Linked DNA regions of Mus musculus: region 2 is linked to region 1. The links are chromatin contacts, called in public HiChIP or PLAC-seq maps. All regions are on one chromosome and are shown on one strand. The core of a region is the stretch at or near the end of the contact, and the rest is flanking DNA. Distances in the headings are between cores, read along the strand shown. Region 1 holds the start of Prr13 (proline rich 13). Region 2 has its middle 5.5 kb from the start of Gpr84.

Region 1 (6,106 bases), core at 1,625-4,124:
TGGAGGCCGGAGCTGATCTGGAGCTGTAGGCAGGCAGGGAGGATCAACATTTCAAAGTCAGAGGCTGGAGAGAGAGGGCTAAGTTAGGAGCACTTGCTGCTCTTTCAGGGAACCAGGGTTTAGTTTCCAGTGCTCCTATTAGCAAGTTCACAGATGCCCATAATTCTCGCTCTAGGGTACCCGAGGCCCTCTTCGGGCCTCTGTGGGCACCTCCATGCACAGGTGCACATACAGACGAACAGACAGACAAACAGCACATATACTACATTGCTTCTACAGCACAAACACTAAATTAAAACAATACAGAGATTATTGTTGTCCCTGTACAAGGGTAACCCACAAAGTTGGGAAGCATTTCATATATTTTAAAAAGCTTTCTTTAAAAAAATAAATATATATGTTTTCCTTCATATTCTATACATTAAGAATACAATTTTGGGATGGAGAGATGGCTCAACAGTTAAGAGCAATGACCACTCTTCCAGAGGTCCTGAGTTCAACCCCCAACAACCACACGGTGGCTCACAACCATCTGTAATGGGATCTGATTACCCTCTCCTGGTGTTTCTGAAAATGGCTTCAGTGTACTCTTATACATCCCCGAATGTATACATTAAGAATAAATTTTCAAGCCAGGCGTGGTGGCACACGCCTTTAATCCCAGCACTTTGGAGGCAGAGGCAGGCAGATTTCTGAGTTCGAGGCCAGCCTGGTCTACAAAGTGAGTTCCAGGACAGCCAGGGCTACGCAGAGAAACCCTGTCTCGGAAAAAGCAAAAAAAAAAAAAAAAAAAGAATAAATTTTCATCTTACCCTAATGTATTAATTTCTATCTATAAATATATAGGCAGAGATATAGATGCAGGTAAGCAGGATTTATTAGAATGATTTACAGGCTGCAACCCAGCAAATCCAACAATGACTGGCTGTAAGCAGGAAGTCCAACAGTCCAGTACAGTCCACGTGCTTGGATGTCTTCAGTACATGGTGGACTCCCAAAGAACTAGGCTTTAATGCCGGTAAAGAAATGGACTTTCCTTTCCAGGAGAGAACAAACTGGCCAAGAGCAAAGTGTCCTTCTTCAGTGTCCTTATCTAGGTTTCCAGCAGATGGTATGGCCCAGGTTAGAGGTGTGTCTTCCCACTTCAAAATCTAGATTAAGTAATCTATTCACCTACTTCAGGTTAAGAAGAAAAAAAAAAAGGTGTGTCCCGACAACCAAGAATAGTTATCACACCTAATAAAAATTGTTGTAAATATTTGTAAAAGTTTGAGATCATCTTGGCAACATAGCAGGCTGAGGCCATCCTAAACTGAGTGTGAGATCCTGTCTCAAAAATAAATAAAAGTGCCGGGCATGGTGGCGCATGCCTTTAATCCCAGCCCTCGGGAGGGAGAGGCAGGAGGATTTCTGAGTTCGAGGCCAGCCTGGTCTACAGAGTGAGTTCCAGGACAGCCAGGGCTATACAGAGAATACCCTGTCTTGGAAAAAAAATAAAAAAAAATAAAATAAAATAAAATAAAATAAAATAAAATAAAAGTGTAGAGGGTGGGGAGAGGAATGTAGACAGCTAAGGTCCAGGCCTTGTGTGGCTTGTGGGAAAGTCCTTGATTTATTCATCATTTTATCTATGAACAGGGTCTCATGTAGCGCAGGATGACCTAAAACTCTCTGTGTTGCCAAGGGTGACCTTGAACTCAGGATCCTGTAAGCCCTATCTGCAAAGTGCTGGGGTTAGCTGGGCTTGGTGGCCCACACCTTTAACCCTAGCACTCGGGAGGCAGAGGCAGGTGGATTTCTGAGTTCGAGGCCAGCCTGGTCTACAAAGTGAGTTCCAGGACAGCCAGGGCTATACAGAGAAACTCTGTCTCGAAAAACCAAAAAAAAAAAATTCTGAGAGTTGTGGCTTGCTTTTGTTTTTCTAGCACCCGAGAGAGAGAGAGAGAGAGAGAGAGAGAGAGAGAGAGAGAGATATGGGATGACTGCTTTTCATCCAAAGTCAACCCAAGTCATACTGGTAGATTGTCTCAAAAACATCAAAACCAAAAATGAATTCACTTAGTTACCCAGAACAATGACATGAAACTATAACTGCACCATCTGCTGAACACATTGAAACCCTGTCTCTTATCTTTCTACAAAAAAAGAACCACAGGCTGTGGTTCTAGCAGCTGGCAACATTGAAGCCCAGGGCTGGGACTCAGCAGAACTTCCTCCTTTTGTTCTCTGAGGCCTTTTTTTGTTTGTTTGTTTTTGTTGTTATTTTCCGAGTCAGAGACAGGGCTGGTCTGTGTGGCTCTGGCTGTCTTGGAACTCACTATGCAGACCATGCTGGTTTCAAACTCAGAGATTCACCTGCCTCTGCCTCCTGAGTTCAGGGACTAAAGGTGTTGTGCCATCATGACAGAGCTCTCTCTGAGGTTTTATGTAGGGTTCCCTAAGAAGCTAATATTGTCTTTAAATTCTGATTCTCTTCCTCCATTTCCAAAATGCTAGGTTACAGACAAGTCTACCCATCAAGCAGGCACTTGGTGCACATACACTGAGGCAAAACACTCATACACATTAAAAAAAAAAATCTTAAAATTTAAGCAAAACAACAACAAAAAAAAACAGTGAGAGTTTATCTCGTTGGCTCAGGTCCTTGCTTGGAGCTGACCCCGCCTCGGTCCCGCCCTAAGGAGCATTTCCGCTGCGTCTCCGTATTTCACCTGTATGTATTTCACAACGCAATGTTTTCTCCCTAAGGCTCCGCCTGGCGGCCAGCGCAACGGTTTCCTCCTTGTTTAGTTGGACCACAGCGATTGACAAGTCAGTTCTCCAATCATCGTGTCAAAGTGATCACATAATTATTAACTAGGTCACAGGGGCGGTGCGGAAGTATAGAATGAATAGGAGTGACCAGGAAGTGCGAACCCAGACTGAGAAGGAGGACAGGAGCGGGCTGGCGATCTGGGAAGGTGACAGGGCATCTGGCCTCCCAAATTCCATCTCTCCTCTTAGCTGGGCCAGGGATCCATTTATTCCTGAGAACTAAGAACTCCATTTGCTCTTTGGGGGTTGTGTGTGTGTTCTAAGAGTTTTGGGACCTGGAGTGTCTTTCTTGATATTCAGGATGGGATTATTTGTTTGTTTATTTATTTATTTTTATTTATTTGTTTATTTTAGCTTCACTTCAGGGGTGCCCCCGGGGCGAGCAGGGAGTTTAGGTCCCATCTCACACTACGGATGCTTAAAGGCCTCCGGTCCCTTTCCAGGGAGAGGGAAATGAGACTTCTCCATCCAGGTGAGATAGTGAAAGTGGGAGGGGCCCTGGGAAGAGAGTTCCTGTGATTTAAATCCTGGGCTAGAGTAGGCTATGAGGATGCGGGAAAGAAAAAGGGAACTTTTTTTTTTGTTTTGTTTTTGTTTGTTTGTTTGTTTTTGTTATTTCGAGACAGGGTTTCTCTGTATAGCTCCAGCTGTCCTGGAACTTACTTTGTAGACCAGGCTGGCCTCATTCGCCTGCCTCTGCCTCCCAAGTGCTGGTATTAAAGGTGTGCACCCCCACGCCCAGCAGGGAACTTTTTTTCATTTCCTTTTGTTTTGGGTTTGACACAGGGTAGCTCTAGCTGTCCTGTAACTCTTTTTCGACCAGGCTGGTCTGGAACTCAGAGATCCACCTGCCTCTGTTTCCAGAGTGCAGCCCATTTTTAAGTGGAGGTTTATCTGTGAGAGTCTTGGTAGGGTGGAGGCTGTAGGGTGGGGCTCGGGTTCTCGAAAATCCTCCTCCCTTCCTGGAACCTTCAGACTTTGCCTGGTTTACTTCCTAGGCTTGAGCTAACATCTCGACATGTGGAATCCTAATGCTGGTAAGTTCCTGGGGGCTCTCCTCTGACCTGCCCCAGCCCATTTTGCAATGAAACAGGAAGTTTCTATCTATCCCCGCAGCCCCAAGCAAAAGCAAAGCCACCGGACCACTGCTAGTTACCAAGTTCTGCCTTTCCATAAGGCTTAAGAACGGTAGTGATTTGTATTATGTGTTGATAGAGGTTCCGGACAGTTCTAATCTTTATTCTCGGATTCTTCTTCCAGGACCGAATCCATATCCACCCCAAGTTGTGTGCCCAGGAGGTTCCAATCCTGCCTGTCCACCACCTCTCAATCCTGCCTTTCCCCCTGGCCCCTGTCCTCCCGGAATTCCCCAGGGAAACCCAGCTTTCCCTCCGTGTCGTCCCCCTTATCCTGTACCACAACCAGGGTGTCCAGGATACCAACCCTCAGGTCCCTACCCTCCCCCATACCCACCACCTGCTCCTGGCATGTGCCCCGTGAATCCTCCGGCTCCTGGCATGGTGGGTCCCGGAATCGTGATAGACAAGAAGACTCGGAAGAAAATGAAGAAAGCTCATAAGAAGTCGCACAAGCATCACAAGCACGGGAAGGTCAGTGTCATCTGGAGCCTGGCTGGGGAAGGAGCTCCGTTCAGAGGGACCAGGGGTGATCAGGAGTTGGGGAAGGACTTTCACGGTTTGTGGGCACAGGCGATGGTGTGTGGGAGCGGTAGCCCGCAACCTTGTCGCTTTAGCAGATGTAGATGGTTTTTCCTTTAAGTAAGGGGATCCTCCTGAAAGGAGTTTAGTAATATTGAGGCATCAGATCACTCCCATCTGCCAAGGAAAAGTGAAGGGGTGCGGGGAGGATTTCTGTGCCAAAAGCCCTCGACCTTCTTTACCTAACTCTTTCCCAGTAACTTCCCTCACCCACCCCGGGTGTATCCTTTGGTAAATTGGACACACCCACTGAGGTTGTCTAAATGTCAAAAGAGTGACAAAGCACAGTGACAAAGCATAATAGTTTACTGAGTGGTCATATGGCCCTTAGTTCCTGGATTTTCTTTATCTCCTTCAGTATTCCCTGGTACTGAGTTAATTCCCTGGACGAGCCTTCTGTGACTCAGCCTCCAGCAAAGCCTGGGGTGAAAGGGGATTTTCCTTCACAAGACCAGTACAGTCCTTCCACAGGAACCCATTAGTGAGGGGGGGAGTTCCCCTGAGGACTCAGGAAGACCTCAGTCTGAAACTTGAGGCTTCGAATAGACTTTATGCCCGTGTTTGTTTGCTCCGTGGATCTGGGCTCTAGTTCCTGAGTCTGGGTCTTAGGTAGACATGTGGGGAGTAGGGAAGGAAATGAGACACTAACCAGGGAGAGTACCCCGAGAGTCTAAAAACATTTTTTTTTTTTTTACGGTAGTTGATGGAGGTATGTCTGTGTGGATCCTGGGATGGGATTTCTCCAGCCATCTGTCTGTCTCTGCCATCTTCCCCACTTTTTCCCCTAGTGGGACTTAGAAATACAGCATGGCCCACACGGTGGCCGTTCCTACCCTCCCTGAGGTGCAGAGAGATTCTAGTTTGTCATTCTTTTTTTTTTTTTTTTTTTTTTTTTTTTTTCAACACAGGGTTTCTCTGTATAGCCCTGGCTGTCCTGGAACTCACTTTGTAGACCAGGTTGGCCTTGAACTCAAGAAATCCGCCGGCCTCTGCCTCTGGGTTTAAAGGCGTGCGCCACCACCTGGCTAGTTTGTCATTCCTTAAAACAAACAAGGAGGGATGATTAAGGTAGCAGCAGCCTCCCACACCCTGCTCCACTTTCCTGGTCCTAGCTAGGTGTGGAAACTTGGTTGGAAGGCAATGTGTTGAGGTTGAGGACAATTTAATCCATTCTTGTACCTTCCCTGCTGCAGGAAACCCTTGATTTTGTTGGTTATTGGGACAGGACAGTACGAGACTCCTGCTTACTGGATACTTGGGTGGATGGGTGGGGCATGAAAAAAATGGCCTTTGGGGTAACCAGAGGTCATCTGGGTCTGATGATGTGTCCTTTCCCCTTGCAGCACTCCTCCTCTTCCTCCTCCTCTTCCAGCAGTGACTCTGACTGAACGCAGGGCCTGGAGCCTCCTCCCCTCCAGCCTCACCAGCTCCACTCTCCCACCAAGCTTCAGCTGTCATCCTCGTACGGAGTGAGGGGCATTAGCCCTCTGCTCCCTGCCCCACTCCTACCTGTGCCTTCCCCTGCTGTTCTGTCCCGGCTGTCAAGGGCTAGCTAGCAAAAGCAAAGCGGCCTT
Region 2 (6,106 bases), core at 2,265-4,764, 850 kb after region 1:
ATTTCACATCTCTCTCTGGGTCTCCAGGCCTTGTTTTTGGGTCCATGTTTTAAATAACCCCACATGTCCCCCTTTAGTCTCACCCCAAACACTCAGGGACTCCAAGCCCTTCTTTATTTGGTGTTTGGCCTTCAGTGTCCTCGCCCTATGTCTTCCTGGGTCTCCCTAGGCCCTTTCAGCTCTCCTTTAGTGGCACTTTCCTCTCAGCTCACCTCCCAGGCACCCGTCCTCTACTTCCTGGCCATAGCAGAACCCACTGGACTTATGTAGAGCCTGTTTCCTCCCATTCGTCCCCGTAACCTGACACCTAAAGGTCTCTGCTGGGTTGGAACAGGGCTCATGGTTGAACTGAGACAGAGGGGTGGCAGGACTTAGAGTGTGAGAGTCTGGACACATGGAGAGCACAAGAGAATAAGGGAAGGGGAGGAGAGGGCTAAGAAGGAAACCAAAGTAGTGAAGGCACAGAAGCAGAGGTGGAGAGAGGGAAATGAAAATGACAAGCTGGGAGAGAAATCTTACAAAGAAAGCAAGCAAGCAGGGGGGAAAAATGGAGGTGGAGACAGGAAAGACACAGCAAGAAAGGGCTGCTGGGGAGGGGCCGGGCGAGGGGCAGGCTGGCTCTCCTGGGCTGCTTTATGCTGACAGGTCATAAATCATGTGTGTGTGTGCACATGTGCACATGACACATGCATGTAGGAATCCGAGGTGCTGAAAAGGACGGTGTTCACAATATTATCCCTTTAGCAGCCTCCTTTGAGGTACCTTACACCATGTCCCAGTATTCTTGCTGCTTCAGGGACTATTTGGAAGATACTTCCACATTTCAGGAGCCCTGGCTTTTTCACTTGAAACATAAGCCCGCTGGAATGTTCAGGACCCACAGAATAATCCAAAGGTCCTATCCCCTCAGTGTACATCCCCATGGCTGCCCACCAGCTGCTCCTGTCCTTCTTCTCCTCCCACTCTTCTTGTGTCCCCCCCCCAAGACTCTGACCCCCAACTTGCCTGGGGCCTGGGTCAGAGGAGAGACAAAGACAGGATTTATCACCAGTGTAGAGAAGCAGCTAGAGACCAGGGCTGAGGGCAAGGGCTGACCTCCCTGGGATGGGAGGAGACACTGGTCCGGATGCAAGGGTCTAGAAGGCTGGGCTCTCCTGGTTCCTGCCCATAACCTCCAGTGTTCTTACTCAGTTGGCTCCCCCTTTTCCCTGAAAACAGAGAAGACACCCCTGAGGCAATTTTTGGCCTCTAAAAGAAAATTTGAGAGGTGAACAGATGAGATCCATGTTACAAGGTCATTCTCTCATGACTGGAAACCAGAGGCAACCAGGCCTTCAGCTGTTTCTGAGGCTAGGAAGATGTGGTACAGAGGGCTGCTTCCTAATATAGAGAGGGTTCTCGGGGCAAACCTGTCAGGTCACCAGCGGAATAGGGGTCTTGAAAGACAGGAGGCAAGTCCCATCTGAAGATAAAACAGCAGGACTGCTCCTACTCCTGAGAGTCAGTTTCCCCCCTGAGGTGGTACTCAAAGGACAAAGAAATCTGCCTTTGAAGCAAACACAGTTGACCTAAAATTGTCCACTGAGCAGACAGGACATGTGCTGGAAGAGAGGCCAGTATGATCCAAGGAAGTTCTGAGAAACCAGACTGTATATCTTCTGTGGATAAATCCTGAGGTTCCCCTCCAGCTGCCCTTAGAGACATCTCCAGAGCCTTGGTGCTCCTGGCATCCAGTGCCCTGGTGAGAGCTCACCTTACCTTACTGTTTCCAAGGATAGACACTAGAGTGAACTCCAGGCAAGAGCTAGGTGGGAGAGCTACTGAGCCCTCACCTCAGTCACCCCAATCCATTCCTACCCAGGACTGGTGAGGGAAAACGGGGTTTGCTTTCAGACTGCTCTACGAGGAGCAATCATTGACTCAATTTCTGATGAAATGCTAGAAGTTGGAAATTTTACTGCGAAGGGTAATGGATTGGGAGAAAACAAAAGAATGGGGGGGGGCAGGAAAAGGGAGAAGAGATCCTGTCTTTTTTCCTTATTCTCTCATCCCCCGATTGAGGAGGCAGATTTACAGCCTTGGTGTTGGGGGGAGGTGAGCATAAGGAAGACAGATCTGCAGTTTTGCCCTCTGAGTGTCTGGGTACTTAGCTTTAACTCCCCCATTAGCATCAATCCCCATCTTGCTGCCCATCCGTCTTCTGACATCAGCTCCTTCCTCTCTGTGTAGGCCAGGCTTTCTGACCCTAAGTGGCTCTTAAAGGGCCAGTCTAGACCCTTCTCTTTCCCTCCTCTCAGTGGGAGGAGGTGGGGACAGCAAGCTGGAGCCTGTGCATATGTATACTGTGGCCATCCTTGCTGAGGCCAGTGTCACCGAGGGCATGGGGAGTGGGGAGGCAGGGTGACTTTCCCAGTTCTCTGTGGACCTCCCTTATGTCACAGCCTCTATCTTTGTCTGCTAACTCTCCAAACCTTGAGCAAAGACGTTGCTGGCCAGTGGTTGAGGACTAGAGAAGGCATGTGGATCCTTAGGCAGATCCTTCTTCCCTCCCTCTTTTCCCGGAGGCCCAGGGCAAGGAGTGTTTTTAATTTTCAGCCAGCAGTGGGAGTGGACAGGTTGGGAACCGCGGCTCCTAGGAGATGCATTGGGCGCCACATTCCTAGCCTCCTTTCCCAGGGATCCAGACAAATCCCTTCTCTGTGAGGGAGACATCAAGTCCTAGAAATCTGCTTGTGTTTGCTGTCTCCAATTCATTCCTCAGCAACTGAACTTAAGAGGCACAGGAAGAGAGCACACTTCTCTCGGTCCTCTGCAGAAAGGCTGTAACCGCCCTCCAGGGTCTCCAAGAACGATGCTCACAAAGTTCTTCCCTGACCTGCCTTCCATCCTTTCTGCTGCAAAACTGCAGGCATCGGAGGGGGTTCTCAAGGGCCGTACCTTTCTAACTTTCTTACTGGTTTCTGAAGCCCACCACCCACAGCCCTGGGGCTCCCTCTGGCTCAAGATGAGAGGGAGCCGCTGGTAGGGTCCTTGGGAAAGTGGCCCCGTCCGAAATAGGAGCTCTCACTGTACCCCAGCGGCCCCTTATTTATCACCCTCCAAACCTCAAAGAAGCATAAATATTCCTAATTCCTGAAGGCCGAGCCTGAGCTCGTAAATCTAAGCTGGGGTGGGAGTGGGAGGGGGGGTTGGGAGGGGTCCCGCGCAACAAACGCGACACAGCTCCCACGGGCTGCGCGCCGCCGGCCTCCGGCCCGCCAAATTCCCCGCTGTCTCGGCCGGTCACTCGCAGAGCCGCTCCGGAAGCGGCGTGACGGGCACGCGCGGCGAGCACGCGAGTACAAGGGATGCGGGGGAGGGGCGCGCGGCCTCGTTCCCAGCCGCGCCCCACCCCCCTCGGCGCCCACCAGGCTGTAAATCAGGGCCGAGGCCGCTGGACCAATAGCATCGCGACTCGTAAATCGGCCTGTCAAGATCAGCCAATGAAACGTGGCGTTAAATCAAGTCCTGTCAGAGCTCGGCCAATGAGAGACTCTGGGCTGACCATAAATCTGTCTGCAGGAGACAGCGAAAGAGAGAGAGTGTGCTGCGAGCGGGCAGGCGGGGCCGTGGGGGAGGCGCGAATCGGGGACCCTCGGGCGGGCGCGGGCGCGGGCGCGGGCGGGTGGCGCGGGCAGGCGAGAGACTGCAGTCTGCTCGAGAGACGCCCAAATGGAGAGGGACAAAGACAGGCTTCGACAGGGCGCGGGCTCCCGCGGGTGACTGACAAAGATAGTGGTGGGTGTACAGGCATTGACTGGGTCCCATCCTAACACTCACGCCCCAAGAGAGAATACCCCAGAAAGCCTCGCTTTCCGTTTTCTTTCTTCCAGCTCAGCCTTTATTGAAATTAGGAACGGAGATGTGTGCAGAGGGTGAAGGGTGAGAAAGCAGCTTGCTTGCTAAATTTCTGTCCTTCGGTTTTGGGACTCTTGTGTCCTCTGAGTCATTCCCCAGCCCCCCAACCCTCCCGCAATTGAAGATTAGGAAGCCACTCTGATGTCTAACTGCAATCCCTATCGCTGTTCCCTCTACTCTGAGGAAGATTTTGAATTGCCTTCAAGGAATGTGAAAAAAGAACCCTTTTACAAGCCTTCAGAGAGTTGTCAACCTTCAAGATCTTGGAAGGACTGAATGGGAAGGACTTTTAGGGTTTGCCTGATCATATGACCTAGCTTCAGCAACGCAGCTGTTTTGTAGTGGTTAGTCTTTATTGCTGGTAACAGCTCTGGTTAGACTTTGCCCTCAAACCACAGTTTATCACTTACTAGCCCTTTGACTTTGAACAAATTAACCTGTTAGTATTTGTTTTCCCATTTGTAAGAAAGTATAATTGATTGTCATGGGAATTTTATGCCTACATGAAACATCTTTGCAGAATTTAGCACTACAAAGAGTGTCCCCTACTCTCAGCTTTCTACAGATCATGAAACTTGAAGCCTAGAGTGGTCCAGAGGTCTCAAGTTCATGGAAGTGTCACTCGGGTCTTTGGCCTAGCCTCAGCTGCACAGTCCCAGGTTGCACCTGGCCTGTCTGAATCCCGTCTCTGTAGCCTCAGCTTGCTATTTGTTTGTGGGCCGTGAAGAACATCTAGAAACACGGGCTCTGGATTAGCAAGATAGACTACTGGTCCTCATTGGGGTTGGGGGTGGAGGGGGTGGAGTTGAACTGTCTTTTTGTTGGTGTTGTTGTTTGTTTGTTTTTTTTTTTGAGACAGGGTTTCTCTGTGTATCCCTGGCTGTCCTGGAACTCACTCTGTAGACCAGGCTGGCCTCGAACTCTGAAATCCACCTGCCTCTGCCTCCCAAGTGCTGGGATTAAAGGCATGTGCCACCACTGCCCAGCCGGAGTGTCTTTTTATTTTGTCTTTTTATTTTCATTTCAATTCTTCAAGATTTTGTTGTTTCAAACCAGGCATTTGGGGATAGGAAGAGGCCGTATGCAGCGGGGCATCTTGTCAACCAACCCAGCTCAAACATCCCATTCTCAGTGGTCTCTTGGTGCTCACCCAGTACCCTGTCCCACCTTAGATAAAGGTAGAGGCTCTACTACTTCAGCATGATGACTCATACACAGTCCCCCCACCTCCCTTTTTTTTCTGGATCCTGAAGAAGGAAGACCAAGTATTCAAGGCCAGCATCAGCTACATAGTGATAGCCTGTTTCAAATGAAATTAAAAGAAAACCAATGGTTTCAGCAAGGATTACATGCCTGTAAATTTGCACTCTGAGGTCTGAGGCTGTAGGGCCATGAGCTCCACATGGTAAAATTATCAAAAAACAAAACATCCTTCCTCAGTCTTCATTTTCTAGTATTCAAGTATGCTGATTCAAATCCTGGGCCTCCACCCCTGGTCAGGGATCTTGCTGGCACTTACAATACTCAACCGGAAGTAAAAAAGGAAGCACAGGGAAACAGCGCCACCTGGTGGTCTTTGTGCTTTCAGGCCGTATTTACAGAATGGTGGTGCTTGAGAAGTCAGGGGTGTGCCCTGTGGGGCTTTCTTCAGCCCGTAGAGGAAAAATGGAGGAAGAGAGCCTCCAGGTACAGCGGCCACCCGCTAAGCTTGGTTCCATTTCCCCGGAGCACAGGCTCCACCTTGACTATCCCCTTGTATGGGGTGCAGTGGGCAGGATTCACTGCAAGGGTATAACCTGTAGTGTTGAATAAACCTCCTGGCCTGGATGGAGGATTTTGGCAGTAGTGGTGAGCAGTTAAGGGCTGTTTTATTAAGGAAAAAGGCACACACCTGTAATTACTCTGTGGCTCTCGTTGCAGGACGATCTTGAATTTGAGGGCAAATTGGGCTACATATGATGATGTCTCAAAGGAAAAATAAAAGGGAGAGAGAAAGCTAATTCTCTATCTGGAACCCTGTCAGTCACAGGCTACATCTATCCCTGGATAGCTGCTCTCTAAATGGCTTTGACACAGGTCACCCCAAATCTCAACTACTAAATTCCAGTTCTGACTCTGGCCTAAATCCTCCTTTCTCACGTAACCACTCCTGGACGTTAAAAGCATTCAATGCGGAGTTAGGGAAGTAGGCTTCGAAGTGCATATTATG

Evidence for each region. HiChIP or PLAC-seq counts read pairs in DNA pulled down with a chosen protein or histone mark.
Region 2: a contact with region 1 is called in a FOXA1 HiChIP or PLAC-seq map of pancreatic cancer cells. The contact joins the enhancer-like site here to the promoter of Prr13 in region 1. A contact is called at or near these places in 2 of 39 promoter capture datasets (hippocampal neurons and pre-B cells), 1 of 484 Hi-C or Micro-C datasets (embryonic stem cells) and 3 of 115 datasets of contacts at active chromatin or transcription factors (bone marrow-derived macrophages, microglia and pancreatic cancer cells).

What each region holds. Positions count from the first base shown.
Region 1 is chr15:102,456,296-102,462,401 of GRCm38.p6, forward strand. Prr13 (proline rich 13) reads left to right here and starts at 2,875. Exons shown (of 4, transcript NM_001170911.1): 1 at 2,875-2,960; 2 at 3,813-3,851; 3 at 4,075-4,424; 4 at 5,876-6,106. The coding sequence starts at 3,833. The coding sequence ends at 5,920. It also overlaps the pseudogene Gm24128.
Region 2 is chr15:103,301,872-103,307,977 of GRCm38.p6, forward strand. No RefSeq gene overlaps it. Among named protein-coding and RNA genes, the nearest start is that of Gpr84, 5.5 kb to the right of the region's middle. Within about 2 kb of position 3,515, at least 354 of the 459 cell types and tissues checked have an H3K27ac peak or open chromatin away from gene starts, as enhancers often do. A contact at or near this core is called in bone marrow-derived macrophages, hippocampal neurons, microglia and 1 more, where this site is marked.